2 separate regions of the Ovis aries genome follow, and region 1 is linked to region 2. The links are chromatin contacts, called in public Hi-C maps. All regions are on one chromosome and are shown on one strand. Each heading gives the region's core, a stretch centred on a gene start, on an enhancer-like site or on the middle of the called end of the contact. The rest is flanking DNA. Distances are from core to core; before and after follow the strand shown. Region 1 holds the start of MTREX (Mtr4 exosome RNA helicase). Region 2 overlaps SLC38A9 (solute carrier family 38 member 9).

Region 1 (4,213 bases), core at 261-2,760, 370 kb before region 2:
ATACTATTCCCCCCATTTTTCATGGAGTTAATACCAATCCATCCCCCCTATACCATCACTTTCTCAAAGACACCATCCAATAGTGCTCCTTTTTCCCAGTTAAAATCAGATTACCCTGTCAAGTTCTCTTTCTTAGTGACACTTAACAATCATAAAGCAATGTTTGTGTAACTACTGCCATTAGAATGGCAAGCTCCAAGAGTGGTGATTTATTTATTTTGCTCATCCCCTTACACGGAGGTTTTCAATACATATTTGTTGGACGAATATTTCTGTAAGAACAAGCAAACACGCTAAGCAGAACAAAATAGCGTATAACTATTTCCACCTTTTGAAATCAGCTGTAAAAGAGGCCCGTTGATCTGAAGCCAGAACTGGCAATCTCCAAGATGAGTTATCAAACCAAAATGCACAAGAAGCAAAAATGCATTGCTGCGGTAAAGATCGATGACACTTTTTACAATAGATTATAACCATATTCGGGGTGTAAGTGCTGAAATTCTTATTAAGTACTGATTTTTCCATAACACGTGGAAACGCTACATCGTGGCTGAAAATGGTCTGAGAAATAAGGAGGAAAAGGGTCTGGCTCTGGGAGGTTAACAACTCTGCATTCGCCTTGCTAGTTTAGAAGGCGGCTCAGGGCTGATCCCTGCACAAACAAGAGCTAATGCAAATCTTTTTTGTTTCTTCTCAAGGCAAATGGAGGTTAGGTGGGGGACGCTACCGTCGGAACTCTGAAGGCCCGAACAGCCTACACTAATCTAAAACAAGGCTACCAGATGGGGAGACAGCAGCTCGGGATGTGAAATAAATTTTAAGATCGAGGGTCTGCCCACGTGCGAAAGGTTCTCCCTCGGGACTGGTAGTTGAGGCTCCGGAGGAGTCCGGGGCCTAATCATTCGTACCTTGCTTCACCCGGGGCTCCCTGGTGCTGGCAGCCGCGGCTGGGGCCGGCCTGGACACTGGCTTATTTTGGGCCTCCCCGGTAGCTCCGGCCTCGGCGGACTTGGCTCTGGAAGCAGACACGGCAGCCCGGACCGCCGCGGCCCCCGGCGTCTTGTGTTTCTTGTTCTTGCCACCCATGTTGCAGCTGTGGCAGAAGACCCCTCCCTGTCCAGCTGCCGGCACCACTCCCGTACGGCCTCCAAGAGATCTTCACATTCCCCCGGTCCCACGCCGCCACCCTGCGCCCTCAATCCGGGCTTCTCGGGCCTGGACGACCGCTGCTTCGTAATTGGTCGGGTTCACCAAGATCCCGCCTCCTCTCCGCCCCACAGGTGTCTGTGGCTTGCTGGGAATCCTAGCTGATCTCCTTTCTTAGTCACGGAGTTGTTCCTCCGCCAGTGGGAAAGGAAAGGAAAGATCAGAGAAGAAAAAGGAAGCGTGGAAGGAGTCTCGGCGACTGTGTAACTCCACTAATTTTATCACTTGCGGGCCCCCGTTGAGGCGTCTCCTAGCCTCACTGTCGTCACTGTCGGTGCGGTCGCGGAGCATTGTGGGTAGGAGGGAAATTGGGTCTCGCCGCTTCGAAAGATGGCTGACGCTTTCGGGGATGAGCTCTTCAGCGTGTTCGAGGACGACTCGACCACGGCTCCTGGAGCCAAAAAAGACAAAGAAAAGGAGAAGGGGAAATGGAAGGGTCCGCCAGGGTCTGCAGAAAAGACCGGGTAAGGAAGATGACCCCAGTGTTAAAGGAAGAAAATCGTACTGTCTTTTGAAGACCTCGAGAAGCGGGGTGGGTGTAGGGTGTACATGATTGGAGTAGGGAAGTGAAGAGGGTTGAGAAAAATGAAGAGTGAGGAAGAATGTTGGTTTGAGGAGGCTGGGTCTTGGCGTTTCCCGGTGACCGCAGGTAGCGTCGGCTCCTGGCCCTGCAATTCCCTGATGCGGGCATGAGGCCTGACTCTGCTCCTGCCTGAGTCTTCCCGTGGGGTCGTGAGGGCATGGCAGCTTTTTCTTAGCTTCTGCACCCGCAGCACCAGCACCAACTGGGCACAGAGCCTTTAATACACGAAACGAATCACCAGTTGAGTAAAGGGTTAAGAGGCTTAGAAAATGTGACTTGGAGAGGACAGGGCAAATAACAGCAGAAGGGAGAGAAATTCAGTCTTAAAGCTGGAGTTTTCTTGCCCATAATGAGGTGATAGCGCCGACCACTAGGATTTTGGTGAAGATTAAATGAGATAGTATGCGTAAAGCGCCTAACAGTGCTTAGCATATATTGGATTCTTAGATGCTGGCTTTGATTTCATTAAGAAAAACCGAAAAAATTACTGGTCCCTGAAACGTCAATTAAAATAAGATGATTCCTTAGTAATGAACAAAATTTACTCTTGACATTGGAGGAAGATACCCAGTAGATGCTTGAGTTAAGTTAGACATAATTTTACTTTCAAGGAATTTTTGAAGTAAGGAAGTGGAACAGATACATATTTTAAAGAGTAGGAGATTGGAATATAATAAGCTGTATGTACAGTGAAGTGCTATTAAAGTTCAGAAAAGTGGTATCTGTTTGTGGTGTCCAGAGAGCCTTACATGCAAGAAGCCATCTAAGTTGAGGAAATGATTCCTTATTGATGCTTAGATTGTTTTTTTTTTTTTTTTTTTGTAGCACGGATTGGCCTAGAGGAAGTGTTTGCTTAGGACTACAAGAGATAAGGCAGAGGATATAAATTGGTTTTAGATTATGAGGAGCCTTGAATAACAGGCATACGACTTTTTATTTTTAAAAAACCCAGTGTTTGTGGGAGGGTGTGCCCAGTGAACATGTAACTTGGTAACTGGAGAAGTAGAGTGTTAGTTTAGAAAAATTAATTTGGTAGCATTTGTTGATATGTTTAAAGAGGAAAGGCACTGATAGTAAAAGTAAATTAAAAAGTATTTAAATTGTCTAACTATGAGATTATAAGGACTTCGGCTCAGGAGGTGACAGAAGGAAGGAAAAAGGAAGATATAAAATGTTGTAAAGGAGAAAATTGACAGGCTTAATTTAAGGAGAACAATGGAAGGGGGTCAAAAGAGGTGTTTTGAATTTGGATATCAGAAAGAAGAAAAATAGGGAAATTTATAGGTGATTTTGATTTGAAAATTAATTTGGCTCAAGGCAAAGTGAAGTGATGATAGTATATCCGTATTGAAGTATCCATTGGGCAGTTTTAATTTGGATTTGAAGTAATACCAGAACTGAAGGTATATATCTGGATGTTACTTGAATTGGTACTGTTTGAAGTGAAGATTTCTCTGGGAATGTGTAGTTTTCATACACATGACAGAGATTAGAGGGACATCAGAACAATCAAAGAATGTGAAATGTCATATGTAAGAAAGAATGACAGAAAGGAGAAAAAAAAAGTCTTCCTCTGTCATTGAGTTAGAGAGTTTAGTAGTTTTGGATAACTTTTCAGGGAAAATGAGGAAGGACAGATGATTTTTGTTGTTTTCCAAACAGAAATAATTAATTTCTGTAGTTTGAATGGGCAATTATGATGTTATGAAGATGCATGCATGTGTGGTCAGTTGCTAAGCAGTGTCCCACTCTTTGAGACCGAATGGGCTATATCCTGCCAGGCTCCTCTGTCTGTGGGTGTCTCCAAGCAAGAATACTGAAGTGGGTTGCCCTGCTCTCCAGGGGATCTTCCCCACCCAGGGATTGACCCCAAGTCTCTTATGTCTCCTAGATTGGCAGGTGGGTTCTTTACCACTAGCACTACCTGAGAGGCCCCTGTTACATCCCTAAAATCCTTTATTTTACAAGTCTCTTTTTTCCTTATGCTGTTGATTTCTTCTGGAAGTGTAGATGAGAGGAGAAACCAGCTCATTTGCCCTGTATGGTTTCTCACATCCTAAAATTGCTCTTATACTATCATTTAACTAGCTTCTCTATCCTCAATTATTTACTACAAACTGTCCTTATATATAGAGCTAAACTATCCAATGTATAGTAGTCCCCTCCCCGTATCTGGAGGAGAAGGCCCCGACAGAGAGTGAGACGGTCGGATAGCATCACCGGATCAATGGACATGAGTCTGAGCAAACTCCAGGAGATGGTGAAGGACGGGGAAGCCTAGCATGCTGCAGTCCATAGGGACGTGGCTTAGCAACTGAACAATCCCTTATCTGAGTGGGATGGGTTCCAAGAGCTCCAGTGGATGCCTGGAACCTTGGGGAGTACCAAAACGTGTATGTAGTATTTTTTTTTAATGTAATACTA
Region 2 (3,930 bases), core at 661-3,160:
ACAGATGTAGCAGCCAAAGAGTAATAAGAAAATGTCTTTATCTTTTTGAGGAAGCCAGGTTGCAGGGTAGAAATCAGTGGGAATTTTTTAGTAATTTGAAATGGATGGTTTTTCTCAATAAAACAATTATAATTTCTTAAAAAAAAAAAAAAAAGTTCCAATGAAACTTGAAATAAGATACCATTCTAACAAAGTCCATAGTTAGACTTAAAGCATCTCTAAACCCAAGGCCAAGATTGCCCTCTTTAAGCATTTAGCAAAAAGAGTTCCACTGGAGAAAAATAATGGTGGAAAGTAGGGAGAAGAGAGGGGAGAGAAGAAGACAAAAGAGGGAGAGAAAAGAAGAGAGGCAAGAAGAAAGGAGAAAGGAGGAAGGAGAGGGAAGGGAACAAAAGATAAAACATACAACCAGAAAACTGGTCCTCAGCTCCAGGGCACTGATACATGGTCAAGGGCCCTGGTCCTGCCTATTTAACATAGATGGCAAGGTCCTCAAAATCCAATTACACAGCTCTGGAAACCAACACTCCTGGAAACACTACTTTACTAGATCTGTATAAATCCCCAACTATGAAACAACTGAGCCTCAATAATCAAATAATCACTTCCAATCACTGTTGTTGGCCTAGGACACGTTAATAGGTAAACTCTTCACTTTGTTATGTGCTTGCTCGCTCTCACTCACTTGCTCTCTCTCTCTGGGACCACAGATAACAAAGAGTCAATTCAGGTTGCTATTTAGTGACAGTATTAATGACAGATGAAAGCGAGAGAGGCCAGTTTGCACATGGGCAGACAAATAAACACTTTAAAAAAATAAGGGCCATAAGCATGCTTGGTATCTTTGAAGGGCACCCAGAATACTGCCTATTTTAAGTATCTACTGCTACCTCACTGGCTTACCAGAGTACCTAAAATGTTATTAGAAAAATCTAATCCTTAGGTTGCTGCTGCTGCTGCTGCTAAGTCGCTTCAGTCGTGTCCGACGCTGTGAGACCCTAGAGACAGTAGCCCACCAGGCTCTCCCGTCTCTGGGATTCTCCAGGCAAGAACACTGGAGTGGGTTGCCATTTACTTCTCCAATGCATGAAAGTGATTAGGTTAGGCTTTTATATTTCTAGAATTCTCCTTATTAAAATGCAAATAGTCATGAAAAAGTAATAGACTGGGTCTTTGACGCATCATATTGCTTGCCATCATAACATTAAACAGACAACAGAGCTGGCACCAATAGGATAGAAAAGCATTAATCAATAAGGGGAGGGAAAAAGGTATAATTTACAAAGTATTGTCTAGAGGGAATTTTTGAGTGAATTCCCTGAGAAAAACTGGGCACACAGAGATGAGTAAGAAAGCCCTAGGTCCTGGGAGAAATGGAAAAGGAAACAAGAGTTTGAGAAAACTGAAAAAGGGAAGTTCAAATCCCAATTTGGTTTCAGGCTGGCTGGGAGGGTCAACTCCCAAAGGTTATAATCCCAGAGCAGCTGCAGAGCATGAAGCAATCCTGAATACCAGCTCTAATATCTGGTTACCAGAAAGTCTGGGAAAAGCAGCAAAACAAACTCTTAAGGCCAGTGACTGCCAATGGCATATATCAAATACAGTATAAGAGATTTCTAAACCTCTCTGTCCCCCTATCCACATTCTTCACCCCAAACCAGAAGAAAAACTAATAAGGGAGGTGAGGGGAGGCATGCAGAGAGAAATGTAGATTTGTGTAATTTGCAAAAATTCTCCAAATGATCCAAATGCTTGTGACATGTATGGTTCCTCTACAGCGACAAGCTCCTTCATCTACCTAAGTCTAATCAGATCCCCAGTCCACCAAAATGATAAGCAGGTCCAACACATTTTCAGTCCCAAACATTTCTTAAAATTTTTCTGTTTTGAACTGGAACATGATTTTGAGTGCCACCTAGTGGAAGAGACAGAGTCAACCACAAATTAAACTAAGAATAAGCAATCTTAAAGTATCAAATGTTATTTTTTATATTCTAACAGCTGAAGACAGTTTCCCAAAATGCCGCTATATGAAAGATGATTTTAGGTAGCACAAGGATAAATGCTATTTTAACTCCTTTGTATTTACTGCAATGTGTACTTTGGCCACCTCATGCGGAGAGTTGACTCACTGGAAAAGACTGATGCTGGGAGGGATTGGGGGCAGGAGGAGAAGGGGACGACAGAGGACGAGATGGCTGGGTGGCATCACTGACTTGATGGACGTGAGTCTGAGTGAACTCCGGGAGCTGGTGATGGACAGGGAGGCCTGGCGTGCTGTGATTCATGGGGTCGCAAAGAGTTGGACACAACTGAGCGACTGAACTGAACTGAACTGATACTAGAAAAAAGTATAAATGATACTTCATCATTTCACAAACATGTGAAGATAAGGCTAAATTAACACTAATTTTTTCAAAGTTAATAAATTAAAAAATACAGTATATCTGAGATTTATGTATATAAAATGAAATAACCCACATTTTAGTAGAAATAACAATATTTTAAGATATTCCTGTTTTTTTCCCTCATCAAATAAGTTCCTGAAATTATTCCACAAGAAAATTAGCATTCAATACTGCTAAACTCCTATAAAAATTTGCCTTCCTTAAAACATGCTTACCTAGACAGTTATCCTATGATTGAAAATAGTTGATTCCCTCTTATTTTGACAAATTTCATTATAGAAAACATACTTCCACTTAATCTAAATGGTTAAATACTCAGAGAACTGTTTGAACTCCTGCCAACCTATTGCAGTAGAATGCACTTTAATGACCTATGTTCTATCGTCACAGTGGTCAATTATTTATCATAGAATTCAGAGGTTTCAAGAGAGTTCTGAGCATTTAATCAGCATTCATTAGTCCTTCTATTCACTGATACTGAAACATACAAGTGAAAATTATAAGATTCATTTCATTGTCTTCTCTGATGGCCACTACATGTCTCATGTGATAAATTTCATACTGCTCAAGCTGCTAAAAAAGTCTAAAAAATTAAGTATCTGGAAAATGGAAACAGGATTATCAAGAATAGTTTAAACCAATCCTCTTTCATCTCCTGGATTGGAAACTGCTTAGAGCCTTAACAAAATCAGCATTTTTTGCCATCATCACGTTAAACAGACAATAGAGCTGTGCCCGAATAGGATAGATAAGTGATAGTGAATAAGGGGAGGAAGAAAAAGTATAATTTACAAAGCATTGTCTAGAGGGGATTTTTGAGTGAATTCCCTGAGAAAAACTGGCACAAAGAGATGAGTAAGAAAGCCCTAGATCCTGGGAGAAATAGAAGAGGAAACAGAGTTTGAGAAAACTGGAAAACAGAAGTTCAAGGAATAGATGGGGTTGTTGAATAGTCGGGTATTTACCTAACAGTAACTGCCACATGTCCCACTTAAGGCACTCAGTTTCTTTCTGAGGAGACAACACTCTTACAGTTTCCTATTTACTCCCCTGGACTCATTTATACATATTTGCATTATATATAACTTATTAATGTCTTTACCCAAATGGCAGTATACTATATACACTGACTGCTCTGCACTTCACTTTTTTCATTTAACAAAATAAGTTGAAGACTTGTTCCATTTTGATATATAATAAAGTCACTTCCTTCTTTTTAATGGGTGAAAAATATTCCATTGTATCAAGGCACCATAATTTATCCAGTCCTATAAGAAAAGACATTTTTGTTGTTTTCAATCTTTTGCTATTATAAAGAAACAGGGCATCAAACAACTCTGGACATATACTATTTGACATTGCAAATTAATGTTTAGAAGTGAAACTGCTGGGCGATGTAAACTTTGGCATCGGTTGCTGGCATTTTTTTTGGTGAGGGGCAGATCACATTAATTTTGTGGGTTAAAATTTAAAGAGCATGACACTGTATTTTAGAGTCTTCCCTACTAAGAACAGAATATCC

The links. A called contact is a pair of places that touch in the nucleus more often than the background predicts.
Region 1: a Hi-C map of liver shows a contact between it and region 2, with 2.7 times the contacts expected there. The contact joins the promoter of MTREX here to the enhancer-like site in region 2. A contact is called at or near these places in 4 of 16 Hi-C or Micro-C datasets (hypothalamus, liver, muscle and 1 more).

The regions. Positions count from the first base shown.
Region 1 is chr16:24,020,100-24,024,312 of ARS-UI_Ramb_v3.0, reverse strand. It overlaps MTREX (Mtr4 exosome RNA helicase), which reads left to right and starts at 1,510. Exons shown (of 26, transcript XM_060400428.1): 1 at 1,510-1,670. The coding sequence starts at 1,537. It overlaps DHX29 (DExH-box helicase 29), which reads right to left and starts at 1,211. Exons shown (of 27, transcript XM_004016982.5): 1 at 909-1,211. The coding sequence starts at 1,086.
Region 2 is chr16:23,648,566-23,652,495 of ARS-UI_Ramb_v3.0, reverse strand. All of the region lies in intron 2 of SLC38A9 (solute carrier family 38 member 9), which reads right to left. Among named protein-coding and RNA genes, the nearest start is that of SLC38A9, 17 kb to the right of the region's middle. Within about 2 kb of position 1,910, at least 3 of the 54 cell types and tissues checked have an H3K27ac peak or open chromatin away from gene starts, as enhancers often do. A contact at or near this core is called in liver and tail adipose tissue, where this site is marked.